2 separate regions of the Pan troglodytes genome follow, and region 2 is linked to region 1. Evidence: chromatin contacts called from public Hi-C data. All regions are on one chromosome and are shown on one strand. The core of a region is the stretch at or near the end of the contact, and the rest is flanking DNA. Distances in the headings are between cores, read along the strand shown.

Region 1 (5,737 bases), core at 772-3,271:
CCCCGTCTTTACTAAAAATACAAAAAATTAGCCGGACATGGTGGCCCACGCCTGTAGTCCCAGCTACTCAGGAGGCTGAGGCAAGAGAATCTCTTGAACCCAGGAAGCAGAGGTTGCAGTGAGCCGAGGTCATGCCACTGCACTCCAGCCTGGGCAACAGGGAGACGCTCTCAAAAAGACAAAAAACAAACATTAACCACGTGTGTTGGCACATGCCTGTGGTCCCAACTACTCAGAAAGCTGAGGTGAAAGTATCACTCAAGGCTGGAAAGTCAAGACTGCAGTGAGCCATGATCATGCTACTGTACTGCAGCCTGGGCAACAGAGTGAAACCCTATCTCGAAAAAAAAAAATTTTTTTTTGGCTGGGCACGGTGGCTTACACCTGTAATCCCAGCACTTTCGGAGGCTGAAGTGAGAGGATCACTTGAACCCAGGAGGTGGAGATCGCAGTGAGCCAAGATTGGGCCACTGCTCTCCAGCCTGGGTGACAGAGCAAGACTTCATCTCAAAAAAAAAAAAAAAGGAAAAATAATTTAAAAATAAAAAACCGGTTGGGCACAGTGTCACATGCCTATAATCCCAGCACTTTGGGAAGCTGTGGCGGGTGGATCATTTGAGACCAGTAGTTCAAGACCAGCCTGGCCAACATGGTGAAACCCTGTCTCTACTAAAAATTCAAAAATTAATGGGGCATGGTGGTCCATGCCTGTAATCCCAGCTACTCAGGAGGCTAAAGCATGAGCATCGCCTGAACCTGGGAGGTGGAGGTTGCAGTGAGGCAGGATTATGCCACCGCACTCCAGCCTGGGCGACAGGGTGAGACCCTGTCTCAAAATAATAAATAAAATAAATAAGTAAATTATGTGGTATGGTAGAGGGTGATCAGAGTCTTGGAAGAAAAATAGAGACAAGAAGGGAGGATAAGCCAGTCACAAAAGGCTGCACATTGTATGATTCAATTTCTTCTTTTTTTTCATTTTCATTTTTACTTTTTTTTTTTTTTTTTTTTTTGAGACAGGGCCTGACTCTGTCACCCAGGCTGGAGTGCAGTGATCACAGCTCACTGCAGCCTGTACCTCCCGGGCTCAAGAGATCCACCACTCAGCCTCCCAAGTAGCTGGGATTACAGGCACCTGCCACCACACCCGGCTAATTTTTGTATTTGTAGAGATGGGGTTTCACCATGTTGCCCAGCCTGGCCTTGAGTTCCTGACCTCAAGCGATCCACCTCGGCCTCCCAAAGTTTTGAGATTGCAGGCATGAGCCACCACGCCTGGCTTGTATGATCCCATTTCTATGAAATGTCCGGAACCTGTGAATCCATAGAGAGAAAAATGAGTGGTTGACAGGGGCTGGGGGAGGGGACTGGGGAGTGACTAATGGGTGATGAAAACGTTCTGGAACTAATAGTGGTGACAGTGGCACAGCTCTGTGAATAAAAGGCATTGGACTGTGCACTTGAAAATCATGAAACCTACAGTGTATGGATTATATCTCAATAAAGCTGTTACTTTTTTCATTCATGGAGGGCAAGTCACGGCGTTTTAAGGGGTCCAGGTGGGCCTCATTGAGGTGACATTTGAGCAAAGATTTGAAGAAGGGAACGAGCTTCCCAGGCAGGAGGAATGTGGATGAAACCTATTTTGAAGTTTTCTATTTTATAAAGTATTTTTGAGAATTTAGCATCCTACTCCATATTATGTTCATTGATTTCATATAATGTTGCATTCCCAAATATTTTGGCAAAATCAAGGGCAGAAATCGCCCCACGTCTGACCGATGTGCTTAGCTGCTCCAGCGCACTGGGGTAAGCACGCGGGCAATTGAGACTCCTGGTAACGCCCCTCGCCCTCCCAAGCCCGCCCCCAGTTATCCAGAGCCCGACGCAGGCTCAGTCAAACCCCGCCTCCGACCCCGCCCCGAGCCGCTAAGACGCTGCCGGTGCCCCGCCCCTAGACTGAGGCAATGCGCATGCCCAGCGCCGTATCGCGCACGCGCTCTCTGCGGCTTTCCTTGACCTCTGACCCGCCGACCACGCTCGATCCCCCGCCGCGGGGCCCGGAAGTCGGAGTTCGAGCCCCGGAGGCAGAGCGGCTGCCATGGTGAGCCCCGAGTCGGGCGCAACCGGGGAGGGGAAGCCGAGTCGGGCTGGGGGCCGGGGGCCGGGCGGCGAGCTCCGGGCTGGGCGGCGGGCGCCGTGCGCCCCCTGCGTGCCCGGCAGGAAGCATGGTCTGGGGGCGTTGCACCCGGGGGAATCGAGGCCGGCAGTGGCGGCAGCGGCGGCCTCAGGGCCAGGGAAAACCGTCTGCCTGGAAGAGGCCGGGCAAACGTGGTCGCGCTGTGCCTAGTCCGCGTGTGAGCGAGCATCCGTGGGCAGCGGTGGAGCATGAGTCTGGCCGGTGAGCACCTCCCCTGCCCTGGAACCTTACAGCGCTGCAGAGTCGATGTTGCTGCCCTGTTGTTATCCCCAGTGGAAAGCTGGCCTTTCCAGGGAAGTGGCTGACCTGGGACTTGAACTAGGCCCCGAGACACCGAGCACGGAGCGTTTGTGTGATATCGTTGGCACGTAGAGCCAGTCAACAGACCTGCGCCACACTGTCAGGTCACCTAGGGCAGCTTTAAAAGTGCAGGTTTGGCTGGGCGCGGTGGTTCACGCTTGTAATCCCAGCACTCTGGGAGGCCGAGGTGGCGGATCACGAGGTCAGGAGTTCGAGACCAGCCTGGCCAACATGATGAAACGCGGTCTCCACCAAAAAATTTAAAAAATTAGCCGGGTGGGGTGGTGCGCGCCTGTAGTCCAAGCTACCCGGGAGGCTGAGGCAGGATAGACGCTTGAACCCGCGAGACAGAGGTTGCAATGAGCCGAGATCCGCCAGTGCACTCTAGCCTGGGTGACAGGGTGAGACTGCGTCTCAAAAAAAAAATTATATATATGTATTATATATACCGTATACATTTATGTATACTACATATTATTATGTTATATATATTTTTATATATCATGTATTTTATATAGATATATACACACACATAATATATACATATATTAGCCAGGCATGGTGGCACACACCTGTAATCCCAGCTGCTTGGGAAGTTGAGGCGCGAGTATCGCTTGAACCCAGGAGGCAGAGGCTGCAGTGAACCAAGATTGTGCCACTGCACTCCAGTCTGGGTGACAGGGCAAAACTCTCTCAAAAAGAAAAAGAGGGGAAAAAAAAAAAGTTCAGGTTCTTGAGCTCTATCCCTGGAGGTTCTGCACACGTAAGTTCCCCAAGTGACTCTGTTGCAGCTGGTTCAGGGAGCCACTTCTTAACTAACATAGTAATAAGGATAATGTAACAGCTAACGGCGTACAAGTGCCAGCCCCTGAGCTAAGGCTTTATGTAGAGTCTCTCATTTAGTGTTTATGAAGTCCTGCTGTCATTGTCCTTATTTTACAGATAAGTAACCTGAGCCCCAGACAGTTTTGACTCCACCATAGTCATGCATCCCATGGTGTCAGAGACCTCTTTTGAGCCCAGCTCTGTCCCAAAACTCATGGGGTTTTTTTGGTTTGTTTTTTGAGATAGGATGTCTGTCTGTCGCCCCGGCTAGGATGCAGTGGAGCGATCCTAGCTCACTGCAGCCTTGAACTCCTAGGCTCAAGCCATCCTCCTACCTTAGACCCCCAAGTAGTTGGGCCTACAGGTGAGTGCCAGCACACCTGGCTAATTTTTAAATTTTATGTAGAGGTGGGGTCTTGCTGTGTTGCCCCGGATGGGTCTCCTAGGCTGGAGTACAGTGGTACGATCACAGCTCACTGCAGCCTCAACCTCCTGGGGCTTAGGTGATCCTCCCATTTCATCCTCCCCAGTAGCCTCAGCCTCCCGGGTAGTTGGGACAACAGGCATGCTCCACTATGCCCAGCTAATTTTTTGTATTTTTTGTAGAGATGCAGTTTCGCCATGTTGCCAGGCTGGTCTCAAACTTCTGGGCCCAAGCAGTCCTCCTGCCTCAGACTCCCAAAGTGCTGGGATTATAGGCGTGAGCCACCGCACCCAACATGACAGTATATTAACAGGAAAAGAAAGTGCTGGCTGGGCACGGTGGCTCACACCTGTAATCCCAGCACTTTGGGAGTCTCAGGCGGGTGGATCACGAGGTCAGGAGATCAAGACCATCCTGGCTAACATGGTGAAACCCCGTCTCTACTAAAAATACAAAAAATTAGCCGGGTCTGGTGGCAGGCACCTGTAGTCCCAGCTACTCAGGAGGCTGAGGCAGGAGAATGGCTTGAACCCGGGAGGCCGAGCTTGCAGTGAGCCGAAGGTCGCGCCACTGCACTCCAGCCTGGGTGACAGAGCGAGACTCCGTCTCAAAAAAAAAAAAAAAAAAGAAAGTGCTAGGCTGGGTACCGTGGCTCACGCCTGTAATCCCAGCACTTTGGGTGGATTACCTGAGCTCAGGGGTTCGAGACCAGCCTGGGCAACATGGTGAAACCCTGTCTGTACTAAAAATACAAAAAATTAGCCGGGCATGGCGGCGTGTGCCTGTAGTCCCAGCTACTCAGGAGGCTGAGGCAGAAGAATTGCTTGAACCTGGGAGGCAGAGGTTGCAGTGAGCCGCGATCGCACTACTGCACTCCGGCCTGGGCGACAGAGCAAGACTCCATCTCCAAAAAAAAAAGAAAGTGCTGTCGGAAGGTATACATGGGAGAGCCTGGAAAGGGTTTCACCCGGGGGATGGGGAATGATATTAAGTCCTGAGGGATGTTGGGTTTTGACAGGATCAGGGTAGAAGGGAGGATGTTCAGGGTGGAGGAACTCAGAACGGCAAAGGCCCTGAGGAGTACAGAAGTATGAGAGCGGCTCTAGGAGCAGAGGGTGTGGCTGCAGTGTGGAGAGAGGTGAGGGTGAGAAGTTGAGGCCAGACCAGGCGCTGTGAATGCCAAGCTGGGGAGTGGACCAAATCTGCAGGCGGCGGTGGAGAATTGTGTGTTTACTGGGAGATGGCCAGAACCCTCCCGCAGAAGGGTTAGGAGGCGCTTGGAAACCCTGCCTGGGGACATGGAGTTCATGAGACAGCAGATGGGGCAAAGCTGCAACAGCGATATTCATTCAGATGCACCAGGGGCACTTGCTGTGCCAGCCACTGGCCAGGTCCCGGATGTCGTGGCACGTGCTACAGTTGTGGTCCTGACCTTTCTCCTGTCTAGTTGTGATGCCCGTATCTATTCTCAGGGGCCCTGGGTGACCAGAGTGTCCTTGAGAGTGAGTCTCAGGCTGTCTGCTTATCTACCCAGAGCCTGGGGCTTGGCCTCAAAGGCACATTGCACGCGAATCCCAAAGACACAAGTCAGTGTGAGCCCCATTGCTGAGTGCCTCCCACAGCACTGTCTGTGGTCCCAGCTGCTGGGATCTGGTCCTGCCTTGGGCCACGTTGCTGCCCAACAACGAAGTGCACGTGCTGCCCCCACGCATGCCAGGATTGGATCCTGTGCTTCTGACTGCTGCTCTCTGACAGCCGCGTGGCCTGAAGTTGGATGCCAAGTCAGCTGGGTCCTCTCACCTGGGACCCTCAGGCCCAAGTGTCAGTCAGTGGACTATGGGATGTTTGGAGCCTCTGGGAGGGGCCTCAGGCAGTGGTTGTTTTGGTCACCCATGGTAGCCACAGCTGGCAGAGCTCTGCTCCCTGTGAATGAGCTCTGAACTCAGCCTGACCCATGGCAGAAGCTCAGGGGATGTTGGGGTACTGGA
Region 2 (6,162 bases), core at 741-3,240, 42 kb before region 1:
CCAGCCACTGGGACACCGTTCATTTGCCCTACAGAGACCTTGTAGGCAGGAGCAACAACCCTGGGACAGGGCCCTGTGTCTGGCTCCGTAAACATTGCCTGTGCTAGGCAGGTAGTTGCTGGGGGCTTCTCTTGCTGGGCTGGTTTAGTGCTTCCCTGAGTAACTGGCCCGGGAGCAGAGGCCTGAGTAATGCCAAGGGGGCAGACATAGATGGCCTGAAGGAGGACGGGCTTGTCTGAGGGGTCTGCGCAAGGGGCGCTGGGGGATACGGGCCCATGGTCACCTGGGCTGTGGGAAGCCATTAGAGAGTTGTTTTTTCTTTTTTTTTTGAGACGGAGTCTCGCTCTGTCGCCCAGGCTGGAGTGTAGCGTTGTGATCTCGGCTCACTGCAAGTTCCGCCTCCTGGGTTCACACCATTCTCTCACCTCAGCCTCCCGAGTAGCTGGGACTACAGGCGACCGCCACCACGCCCGGCTATTTTTGTTTTTGTATTTTTAGTAGAGACTAGGTTTCACCATGTTAGCCAGGATGGTCTCGATCTCCTGCCCTCGTGATCCTCCCGCCTTGGCCTCCTAAAGTGCTGGGATTACAGGCCTGAGCCACCGTGTCCGGCCGCCATTAGGGAGTTTTAAGCAGGAAGTGCGATGAGTAGATTTACATTTCTTTTTTTGGGTGGGGAGATGGAGTCTTGCTCTTTCACCCAGGCTGGAGGGCAGTGGCGCAATCTCGGCTCGCTGGAAACTCCGCCTCCTAGGCTCAAGTGATTTTACTGCCTCAGCCTCCTGTGTAGCTGGAACTACAGGTGCCCGCCACCACGCCCGGCTAATTTTTTTGTATTTTTAGTGGAGACGGGGTTTCACCATGTTGGTCAGGCTGGTCTCGAACTCCTGACCTTGTGATCCACCCTCCTCGGCCTGCCAAAGTGCTGGGATTACAGACGTGAGCTACCGCGCCTGGCCATGGATTTACATTTCTAAAAAGAACTTTCTAGAAGCTGAGGAGGCTTATTCCCTGAGGAAGGTGAAGTTTAGGGTCCTACTGTTAGCTCAGGAGAGGAGCTCCCCAGCAAAGACCTAGGCCCATCATAGATACCCCCTCCCCATTTCTAGGACGTTTTCCCCACCCGGGGTCAAGGGCAAACCACCAGCCCAAACCAAACTAGTGGTAGCCCGGAGCCCCAGAGCCCCCTACACACACAAGACTCAGGAGAGAAACCCAGTCACATGGAAGATTGCAACTTTTTAGTCCAAACGGTACAGTCAGTTCCACTTTTGTCCAGCTGAAGACCGAGAGGACTCCCATTTAAGCAGTGAAACTAGCCAGGCAGGGTGGTTTTGGCCACACCCTGGTCATACTTGCTGGTGAGGCTGGCTGACCTCTTCATCATGTGGGACCTGGGCCTGGTAGATGGTGGCTGTCTGCATCTCAAGACAGTGTGGGTGTGTACGGTATCCTCACTAGGTAGCTTTCTTTGACCTCCAAGCCTTTGCCCAGAAAGCGGGGCCCAGGCTCAGCTTGAAGGTGCCACGGAGGCTTCCCCCGGCCCCCTTCACTTTCTCAGGTTGCACTCTCCTCTCCAGAACCCAGGGCACTGCTGGGGCACCTATGCTTCTGCCCCCGACCTACCCCTACCGGGCATGGCTCTGAGCCAGCTCACTGGGCCCACGTGATTCTTCCTATTCTCCCCTCCTCCGCCCCCTCTTTCCAGCCTTCCTCCTCCTCTCCCCTCCTCTTCCAGCAGGGCTGGGGGCGGTGACTGATGCCGAGGTGGGGATAGAGTGGCTGCTATCCAAGGGGCTCCCAGCTCCTCGAAGAGAGAGGGAGAGGATCTGGTTCTGGAGGGAGCCCCCCTGCGGGGCTTTGGGGCGAGGAGACCTGGGAAGAGCGTGGGTGGCTCCCACCCCTTCCAGCTGCTGGCTGGGGCCTGTGCTCGGGCCCTGGTGCGGGGGCAGCAGGCCTGGAATGCCGCTCTCCGTGTGGCCCTGCCCCCCACTTCCGCCCAGGGCATCTGGCCCACACCTGGCTTCTATTAGGAAAACCGCTGCTGGCAGCCAGGGCCGGTGTGAGCCGAGGGGCCGGCTCGAGGGAGAGGCCTTCTGGGAGCTCCTTCTCTGGCAATCCTCCTTCCTGCCTAGTGGGGTGTGGCTGGGGGTCAGGGAGCGGGGCCGCCTGCCCTCCATCCAACCTCTGTCCTCTGTGGGTCCCACCCCACCTGAGCCCTGGTGCTATCCCGGAGCCCAGAGTGGGCCAGGGAGTCCGCCCTCCACTGTCTTGTTGGAGCCCTGCCTCAGGCGTGAGCTTTGAGCAGGGGACCCTGGGGAGGCTCCTCCTCACACCCATGCTTGGTTCTTATACTGCATGTATGACCCTTTGTTATGCGCCAGGCACTTGGCATATTCCACTTCCTCGGAGGTGCAGACCCCGAGAGTCGGATGGTTCTGTGGCTTCTTCATGGTCCCACCTCAGGGTGACAGAGGCAGGCTCGCCCCTCTGGTTGCAGAACCCCCAGGACCCCCACTGCCGCCCCTTCCCTTTACAACCGGCCCAGCTGGGGCTGGGTGAGGCCCTGGAGCCCAGGCTGTTCTGGGAAAGTGGCAGCCCCAAATGAGTGTTGAGGCCTCAGAACCCTTGTCTGGGCGGGAGGGGGCCCCGGATTGAGCCCTCTAGGAATCTCAGTGCATGAGACAGGCCAGTGGGGGGTGGTGAACCTCAGAGGAGGGAAGGGGGTAAGTGGGGGGTCTTACTATTGAAGCAGGTGCCCTCACCCCAGCAAGGAGCCAGGGCTGCTCCTGGAACCATCCTGCCCTGCACAGGAAGTGTCGCCATGGTGATGAAGGGGCGGGCATGCGCCTCCCCTCCTGCACCCCCTGCGGGGCTGACCCTGCTCCTGCCCTGCCACAGCCCCTCCTATTCTCAGAGCTAGGTGGTGGGGGCCCTCTTGGGGCTGCAGGGTAGCAGGATGCCTGGGTCCCAGCTGCAGCCCCTGTTCTTGCCCCCTATGCAGGAAAATGAGGAGCTGGGGAGAGGGCTCTTCTCTGAGGCTTGCTGAGGCTGGCAAACGGGTCTTGCTCTGTCGCCCAGGCGGGAGTGCAGCGGCGCCAACACGGCTCACTGTAGCTTTGACCTCCTGGGCTCAAGCAATCCTCCTGCGTCAGCCTCCCTGGTAGCTGGGACTACAGGCACGCACCACCACGTCAAGTTAGTTGGGTTGTTTGTTTGTTTGTTTTTTGAGATAGAGTCTTGCTCTGTCACCCAGGCTGGAGCACAGGGGCACAGTCTCGGCTCACTGCGAGCTCCACCTCCCAGGTTCAAGCAATTCTCCCGCCTCAGCCTCCCGAGTAGCTGGGATTATAGGCACCTGCCACCATGCCCAGCTAATTTTTGTATTTTTGGTAGAGATGGGGTTTCACCATGTTGGCCAGGCTGGTCTTGAACTCCTGACCTCAGGTGATCCACCCGCCTCGGCCTCCCAAAATGCTAGGATTACAGGTGTGAGCCACTGTGCCGGCCTAGTGTTTGTTTTTTTAAGAGAGAATTTTTCAGTTTGTGGCCCAGGCTGCTCTGGAACTCCTGGGCTCAAGCCGTCCTCCCACCTCAGCCTCCCAAAGTGTTGGGATTACGGCAGGTACCATTGCGCCCAGCCCACCTCTCATTTTTGATACTGGTGATCACTCCATTGATGAGGAGTTACAGGGTAAGGGGTGGGCCACTGACCCCCTCCCTCACCTGGGGGCTTCCTGTGGTCTCTGGGCAAACTGAGCTGGGTGTACCCACAGTGGGGAGTGGCTGGGCACGGACAAAGCTCTTACCTGGACCTCCGAAGGCTGGGCTGAATGCTCCAGGGAGCAAGAGCTGGCCCAGGATGTTTGCTGGAAAGCAGAGCGTTTCTGGGGCAGCTGTGGTCCTGGGCGGCTCCTCCTCCCTTCCCTGCTGCCTCCTAGCTGCGACTTTGTGCAAGCCTCATCACCACTCTGAGCCTCACGTCCATCTTGTGCAGGTGGAGGAGACAGCTGGGGCCGAGCCACTTTGCACCATGGCTTCCTCTCTCTGTGCCTTTAGGCTTCCCACATGTGAATTAGGAAGGTGGGAGATACAGGCCAAGGGCGTCCCACCCCTAGCCTTAGCCTGTGCCCCTAGGTGAAAAGTGCTCAGTGGCAGCCCCTGGGGGACCCTGCAGGCTTGGCCCAGCCTCCACCTCCCTCGTCCCCACCTGCTGGCTGAGCGGGTCTCTCTGCTTTCAGTTTCCAACTCTTTGCAGATGCCAGTTCCCATACCTGGCTCACGCCTGTCAACCCTCCCAGCCTAGCAGGAATGACGCTAGGTCTTCCCTCACTTACAGTCTGGCGGTACCCTGCTATCACCTGTGAGACATGCACACTTGACACGTGTCAGACACAATCCTGAGCCTTCTACAAGTGTTCCCTCTTACTCCTTGTGGCCGTCTTCAAAAGTAGGTCCTTCAGCACCATAGGAAAGGTTAAAAAAAAAAAGTAAATTCTGTTACAGTGCTTTTTACAGACATGGAAACTGAGGCACAGAGCTAGTGACTGACCCACCAAGGGAGGTGGCCAGGCTGGGGCTCTCCTGGGTCCACCTCCAGAGCTTCCTCCCCTAACACCGTGCGGCTTCCCCATGGCATGCATAGTCACAGGGAATGACACACTGATTTCTCTTTGGCCTACATCTGCCTCCCTGATGTGTTTATTCCACGGGCACAGGGACTTTCCCCATTTTATTCACCATGTCATCTCGAATAGTGTGTGGCTCAAATACCCATATGACGAGAGAACAGATGAGTGAGGGGCACTGCTTCCCCCGAGCACCTGCCCTCTATCTGAGAACCATCTGGCCCCACTGCCAGCTCCTAGCACAGTTCTGGCCCCTGGGAGGCCTTGTGTGTTTCTTGAATGAATGAGTGACTTTTGGACAAGCTAAGAGCCACCTGGTGGGCTGCACACACGCAGATATTTGCACAACAAACACCAACGAGAGGGCAGGAGCCTGAATGACACTGTGACCCTCTCCGGGTGTTGAGGGCAGGGCTGGCCAATGGCTCGACCCTTGTCCTGACCCGATATCCCCTCTTACGTGGAGAGAGGGCAGTGGGGCCTTGGTTCTCAGGCTCCAGCCCCAACTTCCTGTGCCGGCCACAGCCTGGTGGGAAGGGAACAGTGAGAAAAGCCCCTCGAAGGACGGGACCTGGAGCCATTTCCGATGGTCTCCCACGCTGGAGTCAGCCTCCACGGGCTGGGGAGGGGGCCCCAGGCCAGCTCCTCGCAGGCTGCTTCCCTCCCTCATTCATTCCCAAGGAGATCGTGGGAAGCTCGGAGGAAGCTGGCCATGGTTTGGGGTGAGCTATTTTTGGTAACAGGGTCCTTCGTCTCAGGCTCCAGGGGCCAGGGTGACTGGGAGGAGCTGTTTGCATTTCCTCTGGCCCCCTCAGCTCCCCACTGCCAGGGCCCAGGAGGACAGGGCCCCACCCACCATGTGAGCTTCCCTCTCCTCCCAGGGGCCGGGAGCCTTCCTGCTGGCAGCTCCAGCACCTCGGGAGGGCCAGGAGAGGCACTACTTGGCGCTCTCTGGACGTTGCCCAGAGGTGGGTCCCAGGCCCTGCCTCTTGCCTGGGGCAGCCACAGTGATCCTCGAAATCCCCCAATTTACACGGTGCTTTGCCACAAGCCCTGCCCTTCCACATGGCGACAGCCCTGGGAAGCGGGTGGCACCGCACCGTGAGCCCCTTACACAAGCGAGAGAAATGAGGCATTGAGAGAGTGTGACATCCCCAGGATCACACAGCTCTTGGGGGCAAGAAAGTGCCAGTGCCTTTAGCCCCTGGCACAGCAGGGAAGGGGCCTGGAGCTGGGGAGTGAGGCAGCCCTCTCCTTGGGAGGAGGGACACTAGGGAGGAGCAGCCAGGTTGGCCTCTGGGTGCAGAGCTGCCCTCAACTGGGGCGGAGGCGGGGCTGATCCCCGGGGTGCTTCGGAGAACACCCTTGGTCCCAGTGGGGACGTGGAGAAGGACCCAGCCCTTCCCACCCTCTGTGAGGCTTTCAGGCAGGTGGGCAGCAGAAGTTCCCCAGTTCAGGCCCATTCCAGGGGGCCCCGCCCACCAGCAGGGGCCCTGGGGGCTCAGGTCCACCTCTTGCCTCCTGCAGAGCACGC

Evidence for each region. Hi-C and Micro-C count contacts between places; a contact is called where the count stands out from the background.
Region 2: a contact with region 1 is called in a Hi-C map of induced pluripotent stem cells, with 3 times the contacts expected there. The contact joins the enhancer-like site here to the promoter of PAM16 in region 1. A contact is called at or near these places in 4 of 7 Hi-C or Micro-C datasets (blood, induced pluripotent stem cells and stem cell-derived neural progenitor cells), 1 of 1 datasets of contacts at active chromatin or transcription factors (stem cell-derived excitatory neurons) and 1 of 1 other capture datasets (stem cell-derived neural stem cells).

Annotation. Positions count from the first base shown.
Region 1 is chr18:6,996,227-7,001,963 of NHGRI_mPanTro3-v2.0_pri, reverse strand. PAM16 (presequence translocase associated motor 16) reads left to right here and starts at 2,021. Exons shown (of 5, transcript NM_001347981.1): 1 at 2,021-2,104. The coding sequence starts at 2,102. The region is part of intron 27 of CORO7-PAM16 (CORO7-PAM16 readthrough); the gene reads left to right.
Region 2 is chr18:7,037,374-7,043,535 of NHGRI_mPanTro3-v2.0_pri, reverse strand. It overlaps CORO7-PAM16 (CORO7-PAM16 readthrough), which reads left to right. Exons shown (of 31, transcript NM_001347979.1): 8 at 6,156-6,162. It overlaps CORO7 (coronin 7), which reads left to right. Exons shown (of 28, transcript NM_001347980.1): 8 at 6,156-6,162. Among named protein-coding and RNA genes, the nearest start is that of VASN, 20 kb to the right of the region's middle. Within about 2 kb of position 1,990, at least 7 of the 24 cell types and tissues checked have an H3K27ac peak or open chromatin away from gene starts, as enhancers often do. A contact at or near this core is called in induced pluripotent stem cells and stem cell-derived neural stem cells, where this site is marked.